Linked DNA regions of Canis lupus: region 2 is linked to region 1. The links are chromatin contacts, called in public Hi-C maps. All regions are on one chromosome and are shown on one strand. Each heading gives the region's core, a stretch centred on a gene start, on an enhancer-like site or on the middle of the called end of the contact. The rest is flanking DNA. Distances are from core to core; before and after follow the strand shown. Region 1 overlaps RBPJ (recombining binding protein suppressor of hairless). Region 2 has its middle 81 kb from the start of RBPJ.

Region 1 (7,394 bases), core at 3,174-5,673:
GGACTTTGGGCCTATCTCTGTTCTCAGTGACCTGGGGGTGAAGAAAAGGGGGATTGTTAGAGGTAGGGTAGGGTGCGTGGGGTGGGTGTGGCCAACAGCCCTGTGCTCTGTAATTATCCTGGGAGATCACTGGGCAAGATTTAGCAACTTTTCTATTCATTCTGAGTGATGACATCAGAAAGCGACGCTGCTGCCGATTACAGAAGCTGCCTGACAAGGAGTCCAATCTGTCTGTCTAGCCTCCACTTAAGACAGATCCCAAGGAAGGATCTTCAGTGGAGGCTGAGGGAATATTTTATATCCATTGCACCCTTACCAAACTCATCCGGGCTCATTAATTCAGGTGCTTTCTTTAGCAGATCTCAGTGGGAAGGACGTGTCTCTCGGTGATGGCTCTCCACTAAACATTAGGGAGCCAAGTGGTGTATTGTGGTTATACAATTATACAATCTGATTTCACCCTTGGGGCAACTCTGCAGCATCACAATCTGAATGTGAACCCAGCAGAAGGACCCAGATTGTGGAGGCAGGGAATCCCTTAGGAGGCTCCTTTCTCCCCCTTGGAACATCCCTCCATCAAAGGATTATTAGATGAGCGGGACCAAGCTGCTGAACATCCACAACCATCCCTCTGCTCCAATCCCCAAATCAGCCCAGTGATTGATTCTTGGACGTAGCATGGCAAAAAGAAGAGATGGAAGGGGCTGCCAGCAGACTGGCCTCTGTCATAACACCCATCATGCTTTCTGGTCCTGCATCCATCACGGTGCAGTTACTCTTGGCTTTCCAAAAAAGACAACTACTCACCAAGCGAAGCGACCTCACCGTGAAAGAGAGAAAAGAATCCCTCCTCCTCCCCACACCTGTGCACGCACACAGACACTCACACCTTCTCGTCCTGGACCGCAGCCATCCTTGTCACTTCACCCAACAAAGTCGTTCTTCTCATGGAGGAAATGTGGGTGTAATGAAAGAGGAGAAAAACGATCTTGTCATTTCCCTACTTAAATGTTGTCACTTATGTACAGCATTTCATCCCAAAGCCCCAACTTAGTTGGTCCAGAGGAAATGTCTAGAAGGGATCATTCCTGGGAAGGGCAAAACCTGGTGAACGGGGCAGCACTCACCCAGGGGCTCAGCGGTTCTTCCCTGGTTCCTATCTCTTCATCACCAACCCTATCCAATCCATTGGTAAGGCCCATTAGTTCTTTTCTTAAACTATGCCCCACATCTAATACTTTTTACCCTCTCCCCACTGCATCGTAGTCTAGGGCACCATCACCTCTCTTCTAGGTACCTGCATTACCATCCCACCTTCTTCTTACTTCGACTCTACCCCACCCCCACCCCTACAGTCCATTCTCTGTGGGATATCCTGGTGTGATCTTTAAAATGTAAATCATGTGACTCAAATTTGAAACTTCAATATGCATATCTATTATTTTTTTGTTATTCCTCGAGCATTTTGCTCTGGCAATGAGCGTTGAAATTAGCATTGGATTTTTTTGTTGTTGTTTTGTTTTGTTTTAACCCAAAAGCTGTGTGCTGTTTTACAGGAAACAAATTGCAAGCTGAAGGCACCACCTTCCGGATACAAGAGCAAAGGTGGGTGGTTATAGCTGTCAAAGGGAGAGGAAAGGCGGGAGAGCTCTGGGGGCCTGGAGCCCAGGAAGGAAAAAGGATGCTGAGGGCTGATTTGCACCGGAGCAGGGGCCTTGGCTGAGCCGTGGAAAGACCCCTCCAGGGAGTGGCTCCTGCCCACCCCCTCTCCGTTTCTCCCGCTTCCCCCCTCCTCCCTCCCTTGGGCCTGTGCTCAAGCTAGATTCAAATACCTTTAATTCTCGAAAGCAGGGACACTTTCTTGCCTCACCCCACCTTTCCTCTGCTTAAAAGAAGGGGCTTCACCCCACTTTTCTTCCTGGTGAATATTTACTCAGTTTGTATGATGCCCCGGGCTAAATTTCCCCTACCAGGAGCTAATTTCTTGTTTCCCCACTTGCTCAGAAAATGGTAAAATTGTTAAACCTGTTCTTTTTCTCTAAATGGCCACTTTGTAATAAGATCTTTCAGCAGTTTTCCAATACCTAAGGTTTTCTATGTGCCATGAAAATTAATATTTATAATTCCATTTGACATAAAAAAAGATTATACCAAACACTGTCCTATTAATAGGACAGGCAAATAACCTCACCTGCTCCACGCAACCTACGGACCAGAAGAGGATCTAAACACACTTGTGGTTCTGACGAGCGGCCGGCCCACCTTGACTGCCTCCTCCTCGAGACTCTGGGTTATTGTACAAAGAGTAACACTTTTTCTCTCTACTCTTTCCATGCACATCGATTTTGTCTCTGCAGCACTTCTCAGCTAGGTAGTTTGGAAATATAGGTCATAAACGGAAAGCAAAGCTTGTAAATGAATACTTACTGGCTCAGGGCACAGACACTGTGTTCAAGAAGAATGCTTTTTATTTTTTTAAATGAAGGATGATTTACTTTATTACCTGCCCACTTCCTTGAGGGAAGACCAACAGCTTTAAAACAGAAAAAAAAAAAAAAAAAAAAAAAAAAACCCACACAGAAATAAAGGCTATTGATTTTTATGTGTTGAATTTACAATCCTATTCTGGAAGGTGGGTTCCCATGAATAAACAGGAATATTTATAAGTACTATGATATCTAAATAGAAGCACACTAAATCATCTACTTTTAGGGGAACATTTAGGGTGTATTTTTCAGCTAACTGGACAAATTCTGAAAGAACAGGAGTAAAGAAAGCACATTATTACTCAGTACTTTTATGGCAAGACTGGACAGCTGCTTGCACCTGCCCTAACTTTTTTTCGGGCTAAAGTTATCTATTCCAGGATCCTATGTCATGCAGTAGAAAGCTTTGGTTTCAATCAGTCACTAACCCAGGACCTTGGATATATTTGAAATTCCTTTTGGGGGAAAAAATTGGCCAAGGCTTTTGACAGCACTGCTTCTCACACCCTGGCCAGAGTGGGCTGGCTCTCCTTGGCGACAAGAATGCCTATTGGCATCTCACCCTTAAAGTCACAGAATCATAGCATTTGGGCCCCAAAACAGACTTTAGAGTTCAGATGGCCCTTACTTACTTTACATTTTTCTGTAACATTATATTAGCATTCCCTGCTCCCATATAGGAAATATCCAAAAACCCCTAATTTAACTGACAATGCAGAACGTTTGTATGCTAGATGGCTGATAGAGGATGTCAAGACAAAGAAATAAGATCCAGCAGCTTATTTAAGGACTCTCACTGACAACTCCTGATATTCGAAGGATATTGTCCAGCAGACGGATTAATCATCCTGTTCATGTATACTCTCCAGTTTACATCCCTTAATTTGGTAAAGAAATTGGAGGACAGTTGGCCTGGACGGCATTTTCTTTAGCTTCTTGATCAAATGTTATTTACAAAAGTTAAAGGTGACCTCTGTTGATATACAGGGATGGTCCGAGAAGATCTTTCACACAAGCAAGATTGAAGATACTGACCAGAATGTCAAGTTGCGTTATCTCTACACAGATCCATGTGATAAATTCCCTCCCGAATTTAGCTTTAGGCAATAAGAACGTGGAGGCCGGCTCTTGTCAGAAAGTGAAACCTCTGTTGCCTATTATGTTTCTCTTTTCACCTTTGCTGCCAGAAAAATATGAACCAAATTTATTGCCAAGTGTAATCTGATAAACTCTGGTGCCTAAAAGTATTTACTCCTCCTGGTTTCTTAAATATTTCATTTGTAAATGGCCTCAAGTCACTGTTGAAGTCTCAAGTCTGGAGGCTGACAATGAAAATTTAAATGAGAAAAAAAAATGAGTGAGGACAACTGGTGGGTAACAAGGAAGGGTCAAACTTGCCAGTGACACTTGTCTGTGCAAAGCCTTTTGAGGCAGTAAAGAGATCTCGTGTTTTGTATCAGAAAATCTGGGCTTAATTCCCAGCTATACAACTTAACTTGCAGAATAACCTTACAAAAGTTACCTAAGCCTCCATTTCCTCATTTCTAAATGGGGATATTAATGCTGTTGATCCACTGGGTTGTTGTGACAACCAAATGAGAAAACAAGGGGAGATGCTTTCTCAATAGTGAGTCACTCTAGAAGTGTTCGTTGTTGTAACTTCCGTCCTCTATCTTGCAGTGCTGACCCGACCTCACCAGTACGTGATGTTTGAGGGAGTTTCAGAATAAGTCCACAAATTCACAAATAAACTTAGAAATTCTTTGATACTCCTCGTTTTAGGAGGTGGCGACTAATTTCTCTCCCCTGGAGTGAGGGCTGTATTTAACAACTTGTTTCTGGCAAATAGAGTGTGGCAGGAGTGACAGTGTGCGACTTGTGAGACTAGGTCATTAAAAGTGTTGTGGCTTCCTCTTTGCTCTCACTCTTAAATCACTCATTAAGGGGAAAGCCAACTGCTGTGTCATGAGGACACTCAAGCAGCCTTACACAGAGCTCCATGTGGTAAGCAACTGAAATCTTGCTAAGAGCCAAGCGAGCGCACCATCTTGGAAGCAGACCCTTTGGCCCCAGTCAAGTTTTCAGAATGCATCCTCCAGCCAACTTCTAGCCTATCGACTCCTGAGAGACCGTAAACTAGAACCATCTGGCTAAGGCTCCCCTGAATTCCTGACCTTCAGAAACTCTATAAAAGAAGATATATGTATTCTTGCTTAACTAAGCCCCTAAATTTGGGCTAACATTGGGGGTAAGGTGGGGCAATTTATCATTGGGGGTAAAGTGGGGCAATTTATCACACAGCAATAGATAACTGATAAAATGTTCCTAGTTACCTACCCGTTCTCTTGGAGAACACTATTGAGGACAAATAGCAGGTCTTATTTATTCTCCTCAGATGTTGTTATTAAAAGTAAGTCAAGTGCCTCAATATATTAGAATAAAAAAATAAATAAATAAAAATTAGAATCATTGCATTGGAAATCACCTCCGTGGGGAAGCCTGGGTGGCTCAGTGGTTGAGCATCTGCCTTTGGCTCGGGTCCTGATCCTGGGGTATTGGGATCCAGATTTGCATCAGGCTCCCCGCAGGGAGCCTGCTTCTCCCTCTGCCTATGTCTCCGCCTCTCTCTCTGTGTTTTTCATGAATAGATAAATAAAGTTAAAAAAAAAAAAAGAGGAAACCACCTCAGTGCCATGTGGGGCAATACACTCATTTTGCAAATGGGAGAACCAGGTAGCAGAGAGGTGAGCTCTTCAAGGACATTAAAATGAATAGCAAACATAGGGCTAGACCATTTCCTGGTCATCTTCCATTTGATATCATCTTTCTTTCTTTAATGATCTAAAGAGCTCCTTTATTTTTGAGCACAGATCGAAGAATGATGGAATGGTTCAAAATTGATACTTTCTATCTCCCATACCATTCTACTTTTTTTCCTTTGCCTTTTTCACCTGAAAAATGCCAATCAGTAGTTTTTAGTTTATGACATCATTTTCCAAAAGACTGGGTGGCCCTCAGATAAGGAAATTGCCCCAAATGAACATATGTTGATGTGAACACCTTCTGTTTGTAAGACACTGTACACACACACACACACACACAAAAAGACACTGTACAGGATCAAGGAAGATGAACTAAGCTCTTAAGTTTCTCACAATCTCACAATCAGAGGTACTAAGCACAGTTGGAACAATGAATTATGGGATATTGAAGGACAGAAGGATCCTATTTACAGTGTTCTGTAATCACTCCCCCAGAATAAGGTCCAAAGCAAGTCTTCAAAATTAATATGCCAGCACGAAAAAAATGTTTTAAGGAATTTTAGACTAAACTCTTCAATACACTCCTAGTGAGCAATTTTGCTCATGTAATTAATAAGCTTCTCTAAAACATCAGGTGCTGTGCTAGGCTCTGGGCATATATATAATCTATATTCAGGTAGGGATAGTTCAAGAATTTCTATGTAAAACAGAATTAAGGAAGTAGCGTATGGTTGGAAAATGGTGCTGGGGACTTGTCTGGAATCTGCATTTGGTAACATGCCATCTTTACATAGGGGTTTGGGGTGGGATTTGAAATTGATGGCGATCGTGAGCCATTTGGAGCCATTGCTATACATACACTATTGATGACATTATTGTCTTTGGCATCAACTCCTATCCCTCTCCCTTCTCCCACATTCTCTTTTCAAACTGTTGGAAGAACAAGGCTGTAATCTTTATTTGCTAAAATTTCAAGGCAGAGAAGTCTTGCAGAAGATTTTCTGAAATAATAGCAGGGATGGTACCAGTTTGAGGTAGATACAGCTGTTCCTACATGGGGGATGGATGAAATGGACTGGGGTCAGGATGATAAATGTTCATTATTGTTTTAAGTTGCTCGGTTCTGTTGGATGGCAAAAGGTAACTAAAAGAAGGTGGTAGATATTCCAGATCACCGGGCCCTGGCTGCCACCATGGTCGTGGTAGAGGTGTGGAGGCTTAGATTAGTTTTCTGGGAATGGGGCTGTTATGCAGGAGTGCAAAAATGCCTTGCCAGACACGAAGATACATGTTTGAAGGAACATTTAAATTTAACCCGTCCTAGAGATGGAAGTCATACAGTAGGCTTTCTCATGCCAAACAAAAGAGGAAAAAAATAGAGTTGATATGGACCAGATAAGATGCTTTGGGGTATTCTCAACATGGTAATGTCACTCTCTAATCAAATAACTGCTAGTCAGTTGCAAAACCAAAATTTATTTCCATAAGTAGGAAGCTGTGTGTTGGGGAATCGTAATTACAGTAAGGGCTAATAAGTGAAAGACAATTTTTAAGAATCCAGCAACACAACTGTTGAGGAAATACATCTGAGCTTGTTCTGATGAATGAGTGTGAGGACAGTAATCTCATGATTTGTAACTTTTTTTTGTCTTTACCCCTCGTCTCTCATTTTTGGATTTTGTAAGTAACATATCCTAATAATAAAATAAGTACTATTGAAAAGAACTTCCCAGTTTGAGAGGTGCTTTCAGTAATCATGACCTGATTGTATTCCATAATTTGGATACATTGATTAATTTAGATTTTGCGAGAAAATGGAGACTTGTGGGTTATATAAATGGCTGATATCATTTACTTTTAAGTTTTTGGGACGCCTTACCAAAACCCAAAAATCACCGTATTAAAAAGCTTATTTAAGTGCATTCTGTAGGAAAGAGGAGAAACTCAGTAGCTTCTGACTCCCTTTCCTTTAGAAAACCATGTAAGATATCTTTAATTAAAAAATAAGAGTTTAGGGATCCCTGGGTGGCTCAGCAGTTTAGCTCCTGACTTTTGCCCAGGGCATGATCCTGGAGTCTCTGGATCGAGTCCCACGTCGGGCTCCCTGCATGAGCCTGCTTCTCCCTCTGCCTGTGTCTCTGCCTCT
Region 2 (7,394 bases), core at 1,285-3,784, 170 kb after region 1:
TTATTCTTGAGAGACACAGAGACCCAGACAGAGGGAGAAGCAGGCTCCCTGCGGGGGAGCCCAAATGGGACTTGATCCCAGAACCCTGGGATCATGACCTGAGCCAAAGGCAGATGCTCAACCGCTGAGCCACCCAGGTGCCCCTCCTTTTCTCTTTCTTTCTCTCTACCCTGGGGCTGGCAAATAAGTTACAAACCACTTGCCAACTATAATTGGTGATGACAGCCTGACTGTCGGGTTGAGGAGAATTCTGAGGTTGAGTCTTTGCTCAAAACAAAAGAATGCTCTGCTTGCTCAGTGATGTCTGCCACAGGAAGGTGAGTAAGGGGTGGCAGCTTCCATGCCACGTGTTTGCCAAACCACAATGAAAATCTACAGCCTCCGGACAGCAAATAACTACACTGGGCAGCTATTAAACATGAATCCAAAGCTCCCTCCCACTTAAGACAAGGCAAGAAGGGCGGAGGAAGGGAATTTCTGCCCATCAAATCCCAACTCCCACCCTCAACACACACCACTTGTGAGTGACCTGGAGCTCCAGGCTGTGTGGATGGTGGAGGCATAAGCAGATAGGCAGGGAGGGTGTGTTTGTTTGGGGCCAAGGGTCAGGGGCAAATTCATATCTCCCCTCACTCAGCCTCTCAGCGCCTTATGCACGTGGCTCGTGCTCAGCGTGACCAGAGGTCTCTGCTCGCGTGTGCCTTATTGGAAGCAGTTGAAGAGGAATGCCTTCTCTCTCCTCAGATGTGTGTGTGGCTGAAGAGAGGGCTACAAAAATAGTCTGAAGGCAAGAGTTTCCATTCCTCTATGTCCCCAAAGCAGTTTCCTCTTGGACACAAACCTCCATCTTCCTTAAATTCCCAGATTGAGTAACTTCTTGGAAGGCTTTCTTGGTTTTTTTATTTTAAGATTATTTTTCCAGCTGTAATTTTTCTTGAATCTGGAATTTTGCTCTTTCTGCTTCAAACTTCATTGTAAATCCAAGTGTAAAATCAGACTTATAAATAGCCTTTGTGTACAGCAGGCGTTTGGGTGTGCCATGTTTTAACATTGAAATAGTCTCCCATTTAGATGACTCCATAATTCCTCTGCATCTCAGTTTACCTTCCCGCCCCAGAAATTAGAGGTAATCATTGGAAGGCCTTGGGCAGGCCTTCCTCTAGGAGGAGTTGATAAATTTAAGAGTGCCTTTAAGGCCAAAGAGAAGGAATGTTCAAAGGCATATAAAGGCAAATTTGGCTAGCTATTTGGATCTTTAGTAGTTTTGGCAAATACCGTATTTTGTTGAGTCAGTATCCTGTGGACCTAGAAATGGCTTCTAAAACTATCTGGTCAATTTTCCCTTGGGGAGTGGTTCTGTGAAAGGTCAATGATCCCTCATATGGGTCAGAGTAACTTTGTATTTTGTACAGAGGTCAAGATATTACTCATCATATGAAGGATATTACCTTTTGATGATTCTGGCCTATGTACATCTAGAAATTGCAGATTTGGGATGCCTAGGTGGCTCAGTTGGTTAAGTGTCTGCCTTAAACTCAGGTCATGATCCCAGGGTCCTAGGATCGAGCCTCGTGCCAGGCTCCCTGCTCAGCCAAGAGCCTGCTTCTCCCTCTTCCTCTGCCCTCCTCTGCTTGTGCTTACCTGCTCACTTGCTCTCTCTCAAATAAATACATACATACATACATATCTTTTAAAAAATAAATAAAAAATGAAGATCTGATTTTTTTCTTAACACACCAGTGAGACAAGGATCTCCAAGGAAATGGGTCCAGACTCTGGTGCTTTGTTTTGTGTTGCCTCAGCCAGATGACTTAGTGAGTCATTCATCATGCTTTCCCTATGGATTATTCACTGTTGTTTTTCATCATGTCTTTAAACCCAACTTCTGGGACACTTAGTTGGGTCTCTTCACCAGACTCTCTGGAGCCATATTAATTTCTACCTCAGAAACTTTGTTCCCACTTTGTTTTAGATCCCCCCAACCTGTCTCTTCCTCTATACCTAGTCCCCTATCCAGCCCAGCCTTCAAGATCCCATGGATATCAGCTCAATCAAGCCATCCTTGACTATTTGTCTAGTACCCTACAATTTCTCCCATTCCTGAACTCCTGCTGGGAACTTTGTCAATACTCAATCTTTGCACTTGATCTCAGATCTCCTGTACTTGTCCACATTTTTCTGGAAAGAAAAGATGCTGCCATGCTTTCTCTATATTTTCCAGAACGTGGAGCCCAGGTTGGGCCTGCCTCAAGCAACTCTGGATCTATGAATGGCTGAGACATCTTAATTGGGCCTACAGTTGACACATCTAAGAACACAGAGGTTCCCTTTATCTTTGTGGTGTTTGACCAGAGCTTGCCCCCAACCATACCCAATTACAGGAAAAATAGTGTTTGAAGTAGGAAGCTAGTTCTGTGAATCCACATTTCCTTTGTTGGGCAATGATCTAGCTGCATGTGGCATAACTTTTGCTGACACATAGTGTACTCATTTTTTAAATTTTTTCTTTTTGTGTCAGTAAAAAACTATTTCCATTCAAGTCTCAAGTGGTGAAGGAGGGTAGTGGTTCCTCTGTGACCTTGGACAAGTCATTTCATCACCTTCAGCTGCAGTTTCTCTTCTACAACTTTTCCAGCTCCAATGTTCAGCAAGTCTATGGTTTTGTGGCTGCTAAACCCTCCTCACATCTCATCAAAAAGATTTGTTCACATGACAAAGGGAAGGACTACCTTAGCTACCTCTCCATTTTCTGCTTTGGATCTGATGTTGACCGATGGAGTTAGGAGTGATGTTAATCATCAGTGGCCTGGCTGGGCCTTCTTTCTCTAGTGACTATAGCTCCTTGTATCCCACTAGCTAAGACTCAGAGCTCCCTTTCAGGGTGGTTGCTTTGACTTGTCCACTCAGGGGCATCTAGACAATCTGATTTGGGGGAAAATTGTTCTGCTAATCTTTCTCTCTACCATGATGTATATCCTCAGTAGCATAAACTGTTTTGCCTGTGGTTTTGCAACATTGGCCAAGCCATTTCTTCTGTTAGAGCCTTTGGAAAATTCACATGTTCTAGTGATTAATAAAGCAACTAATAAAGGCTTTAATAGATGCCCTTTCTCTTTCTTTTATGTAGTTGATTGCAACAACAAAACTGTCTACCATTGTTAGCCATAATTTTATGAGTTGTCTTTGGTGACTTATGTTTCTGCTGTTATCATTTTAGGTGTCACATCTTGAGGATAGATGTCTTGGGTAAGACATGACATGAGTTGATTTTCACGTGTTAAAAGTTGGCCCTTGTGCTAGACAGAAAGTAGAGGAAACTACTCTGTTATTAGGGTTTTCAAAAGAATGTTTACATCCCTGTATAGCTAGTTTGATTTCTGCCATGATGGAAGAGAGATCTAAGGTTAGAACCAATTAAGAAATATCTATTGTCTAATTGCTGCTATGTTTAATAAGCTACTTAAGACAGAAAAATTATTTTGTGGAATTTTAAAAAGTCATTTGACAAGATATCTTTTGGTCTTCTAAAGTACCTGCAGCATTTTCACCAAGAATGCATTATTCAGTGGGAAATGGCAGTGGGATTACTCCTTCTCGTTAAGTAGATTTGGTGTGTGATTTATGTGCTTATATTTCCATGCACACTCAGGGAAGCAATTCCCCTTTCAAATGAACAAAATAATGATGCCAAGAAAGAGAGAGAGAGAGAGAGAAGAAAGAAAAGAAAGGAAAATCAGAATTTCAGAAGAAAGTAAATTGCTTAGATTAGAACTGAAACCATGTGGGGCTCAGGAATCTTGTAATATCCTGTTCATTAAAAGTTCTTCAAATAAATGTGAACATATAGGAGAGAGAGAGAGAGAGAAGAGAAAGAGAGAAGTCTTGCATTTGGATTCAACAGCGTGTCAGCCTAATTATATTAGACAATGGTGAGCTCAGTAATTCCACTTTTGATCCATTGCTGTGTGAAGTTCATTATTATCTGTTTCAAATTATTGTTCATTTCAAGAGCCCTACAATGAAAAAGCATGTAAAGACTTTGAAAGAGCACTTGGTGCCTTCCCCGAAAGCTTTGTGAAACATTTCTTTGGAAACGTTTCTGCTGAGGCTGTGCATTGGTTGTGAGTGGGCGTAGGGGACGGGCGTCTGTGTTTCCCCTTTTCAAATTTGTTTACCTTAAGTACGTTTCCATGGAAACAAGGCCTGCTTTTGAGCTGGCTTTAAGGGTTGTCCACAAGAAGAAGGAACAGAAAAATATAGATAGCTAAAATTCTCATATAATCCAGAAAAGGTCATTCAAGGCAAGAGAAACTCAGATGTATCAAGCCTGTCTTAAGACTGATGGTTTAAAATAAGTTTTCTTATTTAACTCTGAGAGCTTGATGATATTATCTCTGTCTTACAGATGAGGGCCTTGAACTTCTGAACATTTACTCAAATAGTAAGTAACAAACGCAGATTTGAACCCAGGCCTGTCTGATTCTGAAACCCACGCTCTCTCTCTAAAACCATGTTGCCAATAGTTTCAACCTTCCTCCTACCTCCCTCAAGCATTTTCCAGAACCTTATAAAAATGGGCCACTCTTGATTTTACCTTCTTTGGGGTAAATAAAGTACTTGTGAGGAAAGAGATACTAGGAAAAAAGAAAAATAAGTGGCCTGAATATTCCAAGTATGAAATCATCAGCAGCAGCAGCAACATCATGAACACTTGCCCAAAATATTTCCAGAATCCTCGGCTGGTCCAGGAAAGCCTCATTTAGCTAACAATCCCTTGAGTAAGAAAGCCTCCATTTACCAAAGTATTGGCTATGCTCTGCTTTGAAGAGAAGACAAGGCCATGCCCTGGAAAGAGTCCTGCAGTGACATGGGTTCACATCTTGCCCCTCCAAATGGGAGCCCCTACAGGATCCTAAGAAGCTTCTTTGAGCGTCAGCTATAAACAGGGTATCTTGATGGAGCAGGATCTGGCCCTCAGCCATTTCGGCCAGTGGTGATAGGCAACGCCCTTTTTTATACTCATGATCTCTATCTCAGATACATACTAAGTTCAGTTTGTACAGAGCATTGACAAAGGCTATGAAAGAACTCACACTAAGGGAAGTGGTCTCGTGTGGAGAGATGGGCCCAGCAACCAGGCCTGAGTGTTGGAGAAGAAGTATGGCCCCAGTAATGTATTTATTGTGGCTGATATTAGAATTTGACCCCACCCAGGACTTAAAAAACTTTGACATAAATGCCATAGCCCTAGAGGTTGAGCAGCTGAGTGTGGGACCTTCTAACTCCTACTCCAATGGGCTGTAACACAAAAGGAACATTTTCCTATTTATTTTGGGGGTGACAAAATCTCTGGCATTGAGGTGCAGGTATTTTCAGCTCTAATGGTGATAGAGGTGGGACTGCCAACTTGGAGGGGCCTCTCCATGGAACACTGAGGACCTGAAGCCAAAAATCCTAGTTCTGTGAGCTTTGGGTAAGGAGACGACCAAAAGGGATCCTTGGACACAACTAAGTTTTCCCAGAGTTTTCCCAGCAATCTATAGCGAAGGCAATGCCTTAAATATTACGCTTCCTATAGTCAAAGAAGTAGGGTTTTACAGCCACTGGGATTTAGGGCGAGATGAGCATGAGACTGGACTACACTCACTACAAGTTACCTTTTAGGTTATTGGGATGATAAAGTGCAGTGCCAGGTGCAGAGTAGGCCTTCAATAAATGTTAGCTATTTTGAGCTGTCTGGGGCATAAGCAGGGATTGGCAAGGTAGGCAAGTTCCGGACACTGGGCAGAACTTCTCAATGCCACCCCAGATCTCAAGGGGCATCGAGCCAAACAGATCAGCTCCCAGGGTGCATTCTGAAAGGAACATTAGACACAGGAAGAGGAGAGAAGGTGTAAATCCAGAAACTGGCTGAAAGGACTTGGAGTGAGAGAGGCCAAGCTATAAGGCCTCCAGAGGGCAGGGCTGGTGGGAGCAGGAAAAGATGAGGGTGGGGTAGGGGATGGGAGAAATAAACCAAAGTCACACACTGACTTGGAGCCAAGCAGGGACTGGAACCTAATGGCTCTTTTCTCTTCCATTAACTTTTCCATTTCGACACAATTTAAGACTCACAGGAAAGTTGGCAAGCACAGCACAAAGAGTCCTCATACACCTCTCACTCCGATTTCCCAAATGTTAACATTCTACCTCTTTGCTTTCTTCTGTATAACCAGCTCTGACCTCTGGCACTGTCTACACCCATCCTCGTATCCTCATTCATGCTGTATTTTTTCTGATCCATTTGATGAGTGATGTCCCTTTACATATTTCAATGTCTATATCCTAAAAATAAGAGCATTCCCTTTATCAAGTCGCAGTAGGATGATCCAATTCAGGAGATTTGCATTCATACAGTATCATTATCCAATGTTATCCAATGGATACATCCTATCCAGATGTCACCGATTGTCCTAATACTATCCTTTAAAGCAAACGAAAATCCCACATTGTCTGTTACATTCACTTGTCACATCTCTCCAGTCTCCTTGAATCTGCAACACTTCCTTAGTCTTTGTCTTTCACGATACAGACATTTTTGAAGTACACAGGTCAGCTGCTTTATAGAATCCTTTTCAATTGGGGTTTGTCTGATGTTTCCTCATGAGTTCGATTCAGTAATATTTTTTTGGCAGGAATGATGCAATATGTGCTCTTCCCAGTGCATCCTATCAGGAGATCCTTGAGGTCGATTTTTCCCATGACTCAGAACATTAACTGTGATCATTTAGCGGAGGTGGTCCCTGCTAGGTTTCTCCACAGTTGGGTCACTATGTTGATTTTGTCATTAAAATAATAGGGAGGACGGATACTTTGAGACTATGTAAGTATTCTGTTTGTCTCAAGCTTGCCCCCTTACATTCACTACTCAGCGACCTTTTTTACCCAAATCACATCCCACGATTACCAAATGGTAATCTCTTATCCTCTCTATTTCAGTTTAGTGAGCTAGGAGCGTGTGTGCCTTTTGCATACCCCGCATGCCCTCCATGCCTTAGCTTGGTTCTACCTCTTTCCTGAAATGCCTGCCTCCCCCTCGTCTCTTACTGTTTACCAACAATTTAAGACCCAACTCAAGGTTCATCTCCAGGGACATTTTCCCTGATTCATTTCCCCTGATTCATTGATATTCCCTTGCTCTCTTTTGTACTTTGGCCTTTAGATGTTTCTCAGTTTCTATCCATTTCTCGAAGGCTTGGCTTTTCCTTACAACATGACTAGGGCAACATCATCTTTTATAACATGTTTTTCAAACTATCTGGTGAAGAACCAGTTTTTGAATGTTTCCAAAATGCTGAGGAAGAACTTGTGGTCCCAGTGTATGTGACTCATCACTGGAGTTTAGCAGCATCCAA

Evidence for each region. A called contact is a pair of places that touch in the nucleus more often than the background predicts.
Region 2: a Hi-C map of blood shows a contact between it and region 1, with 2.2 times the contacts expected there. The contact joins two enhancer-like sites. A contact is called at or near these places in 2 of 9 Hi-C or Micro-C datasets (blood and liver).

The regions. Positions count from the first base shown.
Region 1 is chr3:84,785,323-84,792,716 of UU_Cfam_GSD_1.0, forward strand. The region is part of intron 1 of RBPJ (recombining binding protein suppressor of hairless); the gene reads right to left. Among named protein-coding and RNA genes, the nearest start is that of RBPJ, 92 kb to the right of the region's middle. Within about 2 kb of position 4,424, at least 1 of the 20 cell types and tissues checked has an H3K27ac peak or open chromatin away from gene starts, as enhancers often do. A contact at or near this core is called in blood, where this site is marked.
Region 2 is chr3:84,958,252-84,965,645 of UU_Cfam_GSD_1.0, forward strand. No RefSeq gene overlaps it. Among named protein-coding and RNA genes, the nearest start is that of RBPJ, 81 kb to the left of the region's middle. Within about 2 kb of position 2,535, at least 1 of the 20 cell types and tissues checked has an H3K27ac peak or open chromatin away from gene starts, as enhancers often do. A contact at or near this core is called in blood, where this site is marked.